Regions from separate parts of the Sus scrofa genome. Here regions 1 and 2 are each linked to region 3. The links are chromatin contacts, called in public Hi-C and HiChIP or PLAC-seq maps. All regions are on one chromosome and are shown on one strand. Each heading gives the region's core, a stretch centred on a gene start, on an enhancer-like site or on the middle of the called end of the contact. The rest is flanking DNA. Distances are from core to core; before and after follow the strand shown. Region 1 holds the start of KLHL8 (kelch-like protein 8). Region 2 holds the start of LOC100520923 (estradiol 17-beta-dehydrogenase 11). Region 3 holds the start of AFF1 (AF4/FMR2 family member 1).

Region 1 (3,592 bases), core at 217-2,716, 290 kb before region 3:
CTCTCCAAACAAAATGCTCTAGACTGGTATACCTTATATGCTCCCCACTCCTCTTGGCACGCTTGCATACGCTTTTACTGATTATCTGTTTAGTTATCCATCTCCACTAGATCTTAAATCTCCCCAAGGGCAGGTACTATTCAGTTCATCCCAATTCCTAGCTCTGCGTCTGGCAGAGTCGATGCTCACTAAATATACTTGAAAAGATAAATGGTAATCATATTGAACTATGGCGTATATTTCTTTGACGTGGTTAGTAACTACAAGTAGTCTGTTATTTTGTTTATGGCAATTAGCAGAGGAAAAAGAGCAGTTCTATTCTACAAGCATTTTGTTGTTGTTGTTCTTTTAGGGCTGCACCCCTGGCATATGGAAGTTCCCAGGCCAGGGGTCAAATCAGAGCTGTAGCTGCTGGCCTAAGCCACAGCCACAGCAACGCCAGATCTGAGTCACCTCTGTGACCTACACCACAGCTCACGGCAATGCCAGATCCTTAACCCACTGAGTAAGGCAAAGGATGGAACCCTGTCCTCATGGATACTAGTCAGGTTGGTTTACCACTGAGCCATGACAGGAACTCCTAGCCTGGGAGCCTCTATATGCTGCAGGTTTAGCCCTAAAAAGCGAAAGAAAAAAAAAAAAAAAAAGATTTATTTCTATTTAAAAGAAAGGGGATTATTTTCTTCCCTCTGGAACTAAAATTTCAAATTCGAAATAGTCATTTCGGGGTTTTTACATAAGATGCTTATGTTGGGGGGAAAATAACTCTAGCAAAATCAATACAAACCTATATATTAATATTTATAAACTTTAAGTTGGAATTTATTCTGAAATAGATTCCTGGTGTGAAAATTTGAGGTGGCTCTAACAAAAGCCACATTTAGGAGAATATCCTTCTTCAATTTTTTTTTCTTTGCTCTTGCTTACTCTTTCCCTGCTTACATTTTACTGAAAAATTAGTTTATTTCAACATCATTTTTGCTTGCAATTGTTTTTAGCAGTGAGTGCTTAGATCAATCAACTGCTTCCTTAGGCTTATCAACTGTGGGTATGTATTTATATACACCAGCTGTTTTGTATAGCCTCTGTAGAGCAGGTGGAGAAAGTGATGGGAATGAAAGGAGAAGCACCTTTTTCCTTTCAAAGCCATAAACCCTGACTCTCGACCTCCAGCAGGAGGGCACTTACTGAACTGCCAAAGAAGTAAAGAAACGGAAAACTCCGGGGGCATTACGCGGTGGCCTACCCAAAAATGTGTTTTCAGGACGTCCCCTAGGCCCTGATCTGCCAGCCTCGGGCAGGATAACCTTCGCCGTGGGGTAAAAAACCCCACCACCCACGGTGAGCGACCTGGGAGAGCGCGTGGGGGCGGGGGCGGGAGCGGTCCCCCGGGAGGTCATTGAAAACCACACTTCCCAGAGTGCTGTGCGCAGGCGCGCGCTCCTCGCCCCGCCCCTGAGGCCACAGCACCGGGGGCGGGGGCGAGAGGACGCCGGGCGCCGGCTGGGCTCGACGGGGCCGCGCCAGAGAGCGCGCGTCCGTCGGCTGCTCACGCGGGGCTGGTGCGGCGCAGCTGGCGGCTGCGGGAAGCTGCTCGGCCGGCTGCAGCGTTGGCCAGGCCGGGAGGGACGGAGCCGGGGGGCGAGCCGAGGACCGAGGTAACCCGACGCCCGTGCCCCCTCAGTCGCCTCTTCTTTTGTGCGGTGCGGTGCGCTGACGCCAGGTCCTCCCTCCCCCGAGCCCCACATCGGGGGCGCGGGGAAACTCCAGCCCTGCGAGCCGTAACCCAAACTCCACAGCGGACGGGGTTTGGGCCCATGAAACCGCTGCACGGTTTCTGTCGCCCCCTTTGGCGGGAGAAAGGGGGTCGCCTTTCGCGAGGGGAACCGCAGCCTCTGTCAGCCTCCCCGCGACCCCCGGACTCGCTCCGGTGCCCCCGGGGGAAGGAAAGAGAGGAGCAGGCAGGTGCTTGGCGGGGTCCGGGCACCCTCCGCGCCGAGCGGCGGGCGCGGGGTCGGGGTCGGGGAGGGCGGCCCGCGGGACCCGCGGCCTGTGGGGGCGGGGCAGGCGGGCTGCCTCGCGGCTCCGCGCGCGGGGTCGCGGCGGGGGGAGCGGCGCCCCGGGACTGCCCGCCCCGGGGGCTTTGGCAGCGCGTCCGGGGGTGAGCCGCCCGTCCCGGCTTGGCCCACCTGAGGGGCACTGGCGGGTCCGCGGGGCCCGCTGCGGGTCGGCCTGGCGGGTGCTGGGGGCTTAGCAGCCCGCGCCAGGTGGACCATCCGCGGGGGTGGAGCCCGGATCGATGTGACACCAGAAACTGCAGCCTCTTTTCCAGCACGCAGCGGCTCGATGGAGTTGTTTTACAGCCGCTGGTGCCAGCTCTTGCCTCCTTCCACTCAGTTCTGGGCTTAGTTAGCTTGTTGGTTAGCTTGTCCACACGGTTCGAGTTTTCTAGCCCGGGGCTGGCCCTTTGCTGGGTTTGCACCGTCCCAGCGCTCGGGCGCCTGAGTTTGAAAAGCTTTTCATGTGTTTTCCCACCTGGCAGCGATCAGGTGACTTTTCGTAGAAAATCGAACTCTTCTCAGTATTCCTTTCCTCTCTACTGGTTTCTTTGAGTTTTTACTTTATGGATGCACTCGCGGGCCAGGGATGGAAAATGAGCCGCACCTGCGGCAGGAAGGGATCCTTTAACCCGCTAGGGGGGCTGGGAACGAACCTCCCGCAGCAGTTATTCCTTTTAATTGTATTAATAGCTATGTGTGGCCCTTTACCTTGTGCTGGTGGCTCCACTTTGGGGAGATTCTCAGGACAGGGTTCTTCAAAGAAGCTGGGTTGACACAGGTATTTTATCTGCTGGTAGCACTTTTTCCTTCTTTCTTTGAATTTTTTTTTTTTTTGGTTTTGTTTTGTTTTCCTGTATAAGTTGATAATTGTTGGACTCTTGGTGTTCTTTCATTCTCGTTCTTCGAGGAAATCCTTTTACACTCTCTCCCTGGAGTCTTGATCCTGCCAGAGGCTAGACTTCGATGAGAAGAGAACCTCTACTTGGCAATGGCTTTTTTTTTTTTTTTTTTTCTCATTGGCTACTGCTTTTCCTCCTCCTTCCAGCCGGCACCCGCTTTAGTTAGTCAACCCATGACCCACTTTTGGGAGGTTTCTTTACTAGATATTGTGCAGATTTAAAAAAAAAAAATTATGGCTGCACCCATGGCATGTGGAAGTTCCCAGACCAGGGATTGAATCTGAGCAGATGTAGCTGCTCAGCTGGGATCCTTTTACCCACTGTGCCAGCCAAGGATTAAAGCCATGACTCCACAGCCACCTGAGCCACTGCAGTCGGATTCTTTAAAAAATTTTATTTAAAAAAAATTTTTTTTTCGCTGCAGTCGGATTCTTAACCCACTGTGCCACGGCGGGAACTCCTTGTAGATTATTTTTAAAATTAGTGTTTGTTTTCATTTGAGGGCTGCACCTGTGGCACATGGAGATTCCAGGGCTAGGGGTTGAATTGGAGCTGCAGCTGCCCACGGTTGCCACAGCAAAGCCACATCCGAGGCGCATCTGTGACCTACACCTCAGCTCACAGCAATGCCAG
Region 2 (3,492 bases), core at 492-2,991, 450 kb before region 3:
GTAGGTGGGCCCAAGTGTCCTGAGTGGGCAGCAGGACGGTAACCATGGAAATCAGTTCTTCTCCCTCCCCTCCCACCCTCCAAACAAAAGTTCGGCAAAAGTTGTTAGCAGACTAAGGAAGGACCATGGTCTCCATTGTGAACACTGGTATTAGAGAATACAGCAGGAACCCAGGTTTAACACCTCTATGATTCAGGGAGGAAATAAAGTGAAAGCAGCCACGCTCAACAGAGAAGGCGCCCCACTGGTGTACAGCCCGGAATGGAAGGGCAAGGGGGAGGTTCTTAGCCTGTCACCTGCTACCTACCTGCTCACCTGAAACCTTCCTGTCTATGTCCACTGGTACATGGAGCCCACACTCACTCAGTCTTCCTGTTTAGAGAGAATATGCCCATTAATTATCAAAATATCGATAACTGGCATCCACCAGAGGTTTGAGAAAAAACAGAAGGAAAAACTACCAAAAAGAAACAGAACCACTGATGCAAAACAGGCAATTCAGGAAAGAGAAGATGAGTTTTTATTCTCATTATCATTTGTATAGATTCAAAAGACTTCTTACAGCCATAAAACAAGAAAAGGATGCTATTAAAGAAAGCAGTTAGGGAAAAAAAGTTCTTGGCACAATCTACAATTCAGAAGAAGAGCTGACTAACAGTGCCCAGGGCTGAAGTCTAAATGAATAACCTAGAAGATAAATTTGAAGAAAATCACTAAGAGCATCATAGCAAAAGACAAACCAATGGAAAATTAGAGAGAAAGAGCAACAGCGGCTCCATCCAGAAAATCCAAAAGCTACACTGGAGTTTCAGGGAAAAAAGGACAGGACAAAAGAATGGCCTGCCGGGGAAGGGGGGCGGTGAGGGGGGGGGGGGGAGAGAAGAAAACTCCCTTGTGCGAAAGTAAAACTGCCCTGCCGTGCAAAGCAAAAAAAAATTAAGTACACACACTCCTAGAGGCAGCCTCATAAAACCTGTTTATTACTCTGTGCCTAGCTAGCATGGGCATGGTACCTAGGGCATCATGTTTAGAAACCAAAAGGAGAGAGGAATAAAAGGAGGAGGCAGTGTGGGATATCACAAATCCCTAGATTTAAAGCAAATTTTTTAAAAGCAAATTTTAAATTTTAAAGCAAATTTTTTAAAGAGTATATAATAAATCTATTATCTACACTGAAATGTAGAAAAATGATGACTCGTATTTTTCACTTTACAGCGTTTATACTGTTCACGTTTTTAAACTACATAAATGTACTAATTTTAATAATATTTTAAGAATTAACTGGGGAAAAAAAAAAAAAAAAAAAGCCACGGGACACCACCACACCCAAACCAGAGCTATTTAAATTTTCTGGAGAAAATAGTGTTAGGGACTCATGGAGGACGGCAAATTTCTTGTATCATAAAAAAAGATATTACTATTTGTTTTTCTCAAAAGGCAGGTAAGACATTTTAGAGCCTTTTAAAAAATGTGTGGATGGAGTTTGCTGGTGGTCTAGCAGTTAAGGATCTCGCCCTGCTCAGGTCCCAGCTGTCATTTCGGGTTCAATCCCTGGCCTGGGACCTTCCACATGCTGCCACCACGACTTAATTAATTAATTAATTAAAAAGTAAAAAATGTACATACGGCTATAAAAACCCCTGACGCAGGCGAAGCCTACTGAAACCACCCCACCAAGCGTTGGTTCCCGCCCACAACCCACGGGCTCGGAAGAAGGAGCCCGCACCGTAAGAGCGAATACCTGCACGTCGTGAGGCTGCAACAGCCCAAGGACTTGAGCGTCACAGAGGCCAAGGCCACAGAGAGAGACACGGTGGCTAACGTCTTCCCCAGGACGCGTCCGGCCATCAGCGGCCCGCGGGAAAAAGCGCGGAGCGAGAGCCGCTCTTGGTTGGGCCGCAGCCTCCGCCCGCCCCTCAGCCCCGAGCCCGGGCCCTGCGTGTCCAGCGGGCACTAGGACCCGGCCGCCTTCCGGTTCTGGAGAGGGCGTGGCCACGTCTCATCAACACCCAGGGCCCGGAAGCCCTGCCGAAGGGACGGACCCGCGAGACCCTCAAGCGACGCCCTTGCGCCCAGCCCCCACCACGGGGATACGGCTCCTGGGGCCGCGCCGTTTCCGGTGCGTGACGGCACTTTACGACCCCGCCGCAAAGCAAAGACACGGCTGGCTTGGTAACGCGAGCTTTCTGGACGTGCGGGTTGGGCTCCGGCGTCCTGCGGGGCCCGTCGGCGGCGGAGAGAGCGGGAGAGAAAGGGGAAAGTGAAAGAAGACGAGGAGCTGGAAGGGGGAAGAAAGTAAGGGCATTGAGAGAGAAGTGTGTCTGTAAACCTCCGACGAGGCCCTGGTTTTTTAGGCCGGACCGGGTTCCAGGCAGCTGGCCTAGACGTGAATCCCGCTTGTCTTAGTCGTAGCTGAACTTATTATAAGTGACGACAGGGAGAGAAAGTAGGCAAGAGACTTGCAGTCCCGTGTGTGAGGCTTTTCTCTTCCCTGTTTACCAGGTTGTTCACTGCAGTGGGTACATTTCACAAGGCCTTACTTGTGTGGCCCTGGCAAACCTCCGAAGAGGAAGCCGGCTGTGAAATAGGCACATATCCTGCAGGAGGAACAGAGGGCCACCCCCGAGATAGGAAGGAATTATTCACACTGCAAACTGGACATTGGAAATCAGGAGTGTCCAAAACAGCTGGTTTTTCATGTTCGATAGTCATTATCTTATTAATGTGCACGTATTTAACCATTAAATACACAATCCACTGTTGACACAGACATAAAACTTTCGAGCATCTTAAAAGGTAGATTTATCAAACTTTAATAACTGTTCTGAAGACTGTAAAACTCTTGGCATGTGAAGGACCCATCTGAACCTCTGCATTAAGACTCGACCAAACTTGTCCAAGAAAATTCAATTAACTATCAAGAAGAAAAAGGGGGATTTTATTTGAGTCAAGTTAACGGATTGTAACACAGGAAGCAGAGCCTCAGAAAGCTCTGAGGACTGTTGTGTTAGAAGTCAAAGGCATGGTCGTATACATTTTTGAGTCAAAGGATTATACATCATAATGACATACTGATACTTTACATAAAGTTCACCAAGGATGCATAGTCCAGGTAAGCACTTGTTAAGTGAGCGTGGAGTCCCTATGACCAACCCCCCCCCATGTTTTTTTAAGAAGTTACTAGCGTCAGAATTAAAAACAGAAGAAAAAAAATTGATCTTTACAGTTGAGTAGGCACTCCCATCTTTGAGGAGTTCTCTTTAATGTGTAATGCAGACGCACACTGCACATTGCTGGTGGGGTGGGGGGCCCAGACAAACAGAAATTTTTATGTTGAATTTTTTTCTCTTCCTGCCCTAAAATATAAATTTTATTTCATCACCTCATTATGGCTTCTAGCAGCTTAAGGCCTTGTCCCTAGGATGATCCCAGCACCATCCCCAGCCCTTTATAATACCTGTCTAGAAAAGCTCAACACTGCCAGAAGAATTT
Region 3 (3,600 bases), core at 621-3,120:
TTCTGACACTGGTTAAGAGACACCACCTTCAAATGAAAGCAGGCGAACGACCCAGAATTTTCAACTCTCCTGTGAATTTATTTCCAGAACATCCACTCAAGGAACCCTTTCCACTAAAGATGAAAGGCGAGCTAAGGAAATACATTAGACAGAGGAAGTAAACATTGAAACAGGGCCATGCCTAGGTATTCTTAAGCCTCCGAGCAGAATTAGACTCCTGAGTCCAAAGGTCTCCCCCCCCCCCCCCGGCTTTTCTGAGACTTCTACCTCCACCGGGAGTCTGACACCACGTAGGTCAGGCAGAGGTGTCTCAGCACCGCCCCTACCTTCTACCACCTCTGCATGACCTTGCTCTAAAATAATCTTGCACAAGCAACACCCCCCCCGAACAAATTCTCAGGCCAGGTCCTTGCCCAAGGTTTCTGTGGCTCAGTTCCTGAGCCCTTTTACCTTGCACCCGTTTCAAGGAACACTGGGTCTTCGCCTTCACGTATGGCTTCGCCTTTAAAGTTTCAAATCTGGTCGCGTTTCTCGACGGTATGTCATCCCCCATGCCCACCCGCGCCTCCAACGTGCACCAACAGGGTTAAAATGACCGCACCCCATCCTTAAAAAAACAAAACTTCGTCTGCAAGGCCTTCCCCACCCCCACTCCACCCCCCAACAGAGAAGGGCTCCCGGAAGATTAGGACACATCTCCACTTCCAAAGCCAAGGGTCTTCCAGGGACAATTTGCATAACAATGTGGGGGCCGTGTAAGGAAACTGCTACAAGACTAACCTAGGAGGAAAGTATCAAGACCCCGGAAGGTCCCTCGCAGCTTCATTAACCTAACTACCAACACGTTAAAGTACGCTTCCTATAACTCGCTTCCCCCACGTAATTCGCCGACCCCGGCGCTCGCAAAGTCCGAGGGCTCGTGTGCCGCAGGCAGTGAGAGGATCAGACACCAAGAACAAACGATCCTCAAGGGAAATTAACCAGATCCATGTTCTGCAGACGCCGTTTCCCTCTGCGCCAGGAGCAAGTCTCAGAAGGTGTCTCCAACTTTTGCCCTCCGTTTCCGGAGGCTGCGGACCACCAGACACACCTCCATCCCAACCACCATTTGAAGGGACTGGCACCACTAATCTCTCTCTACTAGACGCAGGGGGGAGGGGTGACGGGGGGGGCGGAATGGAGGAGAGAAAAGCCCTGCTTTTACCTCCCAGAGAAACTTCTGGGACTCTTCCATTATGCAACCCGGGGACCAGGTTACAACAACCGAACATCTTTCCTCAAGACTCGGGGCGCACAGGCAGATGGTTGATTTTGGGGAGTGGGAGAGGGGGAGGAGGATAGGTCTCTGCCTGTGTTTCCCTCCCCAGTTTTTCTAGATGCTACCTGCTGGAGATTTCTAAGTAAGGGTGGTGCGAGCTCTGCGTCTCCTTCGCCCGTTCTCCCCGAAGGTTCCCACCGGAAAAGTGGGAACGCCAGCGACTTGAGTCAGCGTGCTGGGAAGCCGGCAGCGAGGAGGAAGAGAGCTTGGGCTTCCCAGAAGTCAGAGGCCGCGGCGTTCGGGCCAGGATGACCCACCCCCTCCCCAGCCCGGGGGGCGCAGGGTTCTGCTTACCTTCTAGACCCTTAGTCCTGCAGTCTCGGGTCGTGCGCCCTCGCCGCCCTCGCCCGCCCCGGACCTGATGTGGTCGGGAAGGGGCGCTGGTGCGGAGAGCGCCGGGGAGTGTGTGCTCCCGAAGCTGAGCGGCGGCTCGCGCCGGACCCCACTCCCAGCCGCGGAGGCGAGAACGCAGCTGTGCCAGCGACGCGCGCAGGCGGAGGCCGAGTGCGCAGGAGCCGCGCGCCCGTCCGCTAGCTGGCAGGCAAGCCGGGCTTGCGGGCGGCCCAGGAACGCCGGGGAGGCGAGGCCACGCCCTCCCGTGGAGGCCACGCCCCCAGCGCGCCTCCGCTCCGCCCGGGCCACGCCCTCCAGCTGGCACCGCCCAGACGGAAAGGAGCGGCGCGGCCCTCCCCGGGAGACCAGTGGGAGGTGGAGGGCGAGCCGTCTCTCCGGGTGGAATACCGCAGGGACCGCTCCGGCGGCCTGGGTGACCCTGTCCCGGGCTGGTTTGGGGCGCAAGAACCCTTTCGATTTACAGCGAGATTAAGCTTCGGGTCAAGTTGTGACTAAAAGTGTCAAGGAGTCTTTTTGCAGTCTCCTATGCAATTGAAACAGATTCTGCGTCCTTTAAAGGCGATGATAGCCAACATCTGGAGAGGGTTTTACGGTTTATAAAGGGCTTTTCACTCACACACAGGCCTGTCTCATCTTCACAACAACCTAATAAAACAGACATATTATTGCTGCCCTTTCCCAAATACTGAAACCGAAGAGCCGAAAATAAGTATTGTGCCCAGTGTCACAAGCTTCAAAGTGGCACGGGAAACCGGTCTCCTGCATCCAGCCTTTCGGTGGTTGTTCTCCAGCAGCCCAACCCCAGAAAATTCCAGTGGGTACTGGGGCTTTGGCAAACAGATCCAAACGAAGGGAAAGCTCATGTCTGGTTAAGTTGCTACCGGATCCCTTTTGTGAACACACCAAGGAAAGAACACATGCTGAGTTCTCTGCGTCATCGCACCTTCCTGCCTGAAGGAGAGGCGGAAAGATTACATCAAATGGCCCTGACAGGCTTTTCCCCAGTATCTTAATAGTTTTAAATGGGTGAAATAATTTGGATGAAAGAAATCACCTTACTCAAACGTAACATGATGTAAATGCAAATTAGTACCGTGTATGAAAATAACCCCCTTCGGATAAGGAACAAGGGCCTACTACATAGCTCAGGGAACTATATTCAATATCCTGAGATAAACCATAGGGAAAAGAATATGAAAAAGAATGTGTATACATATAACTGAATCGCTTTGCTGCACAACAGAAATTAACACACGGTAAATCAACTCTACTTCCATTTAAAAATTAAAAAAAACTCAGTGACAATAAATCCCCTAAGACAGACTACGAAAAAGAATTCCCTTTCATAGCCTCTCTCTTCTCCATTTCTCTTTCTTTCTTTTCTTTTTTGTGATTGTTGCTGTTGCTTTTCCCCCTCATCACGCCTTCACTGTCTGCTTGCACAGGGTTTGAAAACTAAGTGACAGATATTTGCATTTCCAAACTAAACTTGGCTGCTTGATAATTTCCCATGGATTGTTTTCCAAAATATAACTTTTCTCCCTACTCCCTATGCCCCCATGATGATACTGATTGGATTGACCTTAACAGCGAAAATAATCTATGCGCCCCTGGTGAGGCTTGGTGTGCCTCTGGATGAGAGCTAAGGAGGTCTTTTCCGGGCTGGGTGGGAAAGCAGTCACACCTGAGGACCCGTGTTTGTGCAGGTAAATGTTCCTAACAGGATTGACACCTATTCTAATCATAACACATATTTTCATCTTTTTGAGATGGCATAAACACATTTCATTGTCAATTATATATAAGCCTAGTCATAATTTATAATCTGAAAGTTTTTACTACTCCTGTCTAAAACGTTTTCCTTTGTTGTGTTCTTAATCCCATAATATCTCCTACTGCCTTCAAGCTGTAGTCAACTTAGTAAATGA

What was found. A called contact is a pair of places that touch in the nucleus more often than the background predicts. HiChIP or PLAC-seq counts read pairs in DNA pulled down with a chosen protein or histone mark.
Region 1: a Hi-C map of embryonic fibroblasts shows a contact between it and region 3, with 2.1 times the contacts expected there. The contact joins the promoter of KLHL8 here to the promoter of AFF1 in region 3. A contact is called at or near these places in 1 of 5 promoter capture datasets (liver), 20 of 47 Hi-C or Micro-C datasets (adipose tissue, alveolar macrophages, embryonic fibroblasts and 11 more) and 2 of 2 datasets of contacts at active chromatin or transcription factors (alveolar macrophages and skeletal muscle).
Region 2: a contact with region 3 is called in an H3K27ac HiChIP or PLAC-seq map of alveolar macrophages. The contact joins the promoter of LOC100520923 here to the promoter of AFF1 in region 3. A contact is called at or near these places in 1 of 5 promoter capture datasets (fetal liver) and 1 of 2 datasets of contacts at active chromatin or transcription factors (alveolar macrophages).

Annotation. Positions count from the first base shown.
Region 1 is chr8:131,632,705-131,636,296 of Sscrofa11.1, forward strand. KLHL8 (kelch-like protein 8) reads left to right here and starts at 1,467. Exons shown (of 10, transcript XM_021101776.1): 1 at 1,467-1,658.
Region 2 is chr8:131,470,841-131,474,332 of Sscrofa11.1, forward strand. LOC100520923 (estradiol 17-beta-dehydrogenase 11) reads left to right here and starts at 1,742. Exons shown (of 9, transcript XM_021101772.1): 1 at 1,742-3,112. It overlaps NUDT9 (ADP-ribose pyrophosphatase, mitochondrial), which reads right to left and starts at 1,944. Exons shown (of 11, transcript XR_002346876.1): 1 at 1,742-1,944; 2 at 308-372.
Region 3 is chr8:131,922,944-131,926,543 of Sscrofa11.1, forward strand. AFF1 (AF4/FMR2 family member 1) reads right to left here and starts at 1,871. Exons shown (of 21, transcript XM_021101783.1): 1 at 1,613-1,871.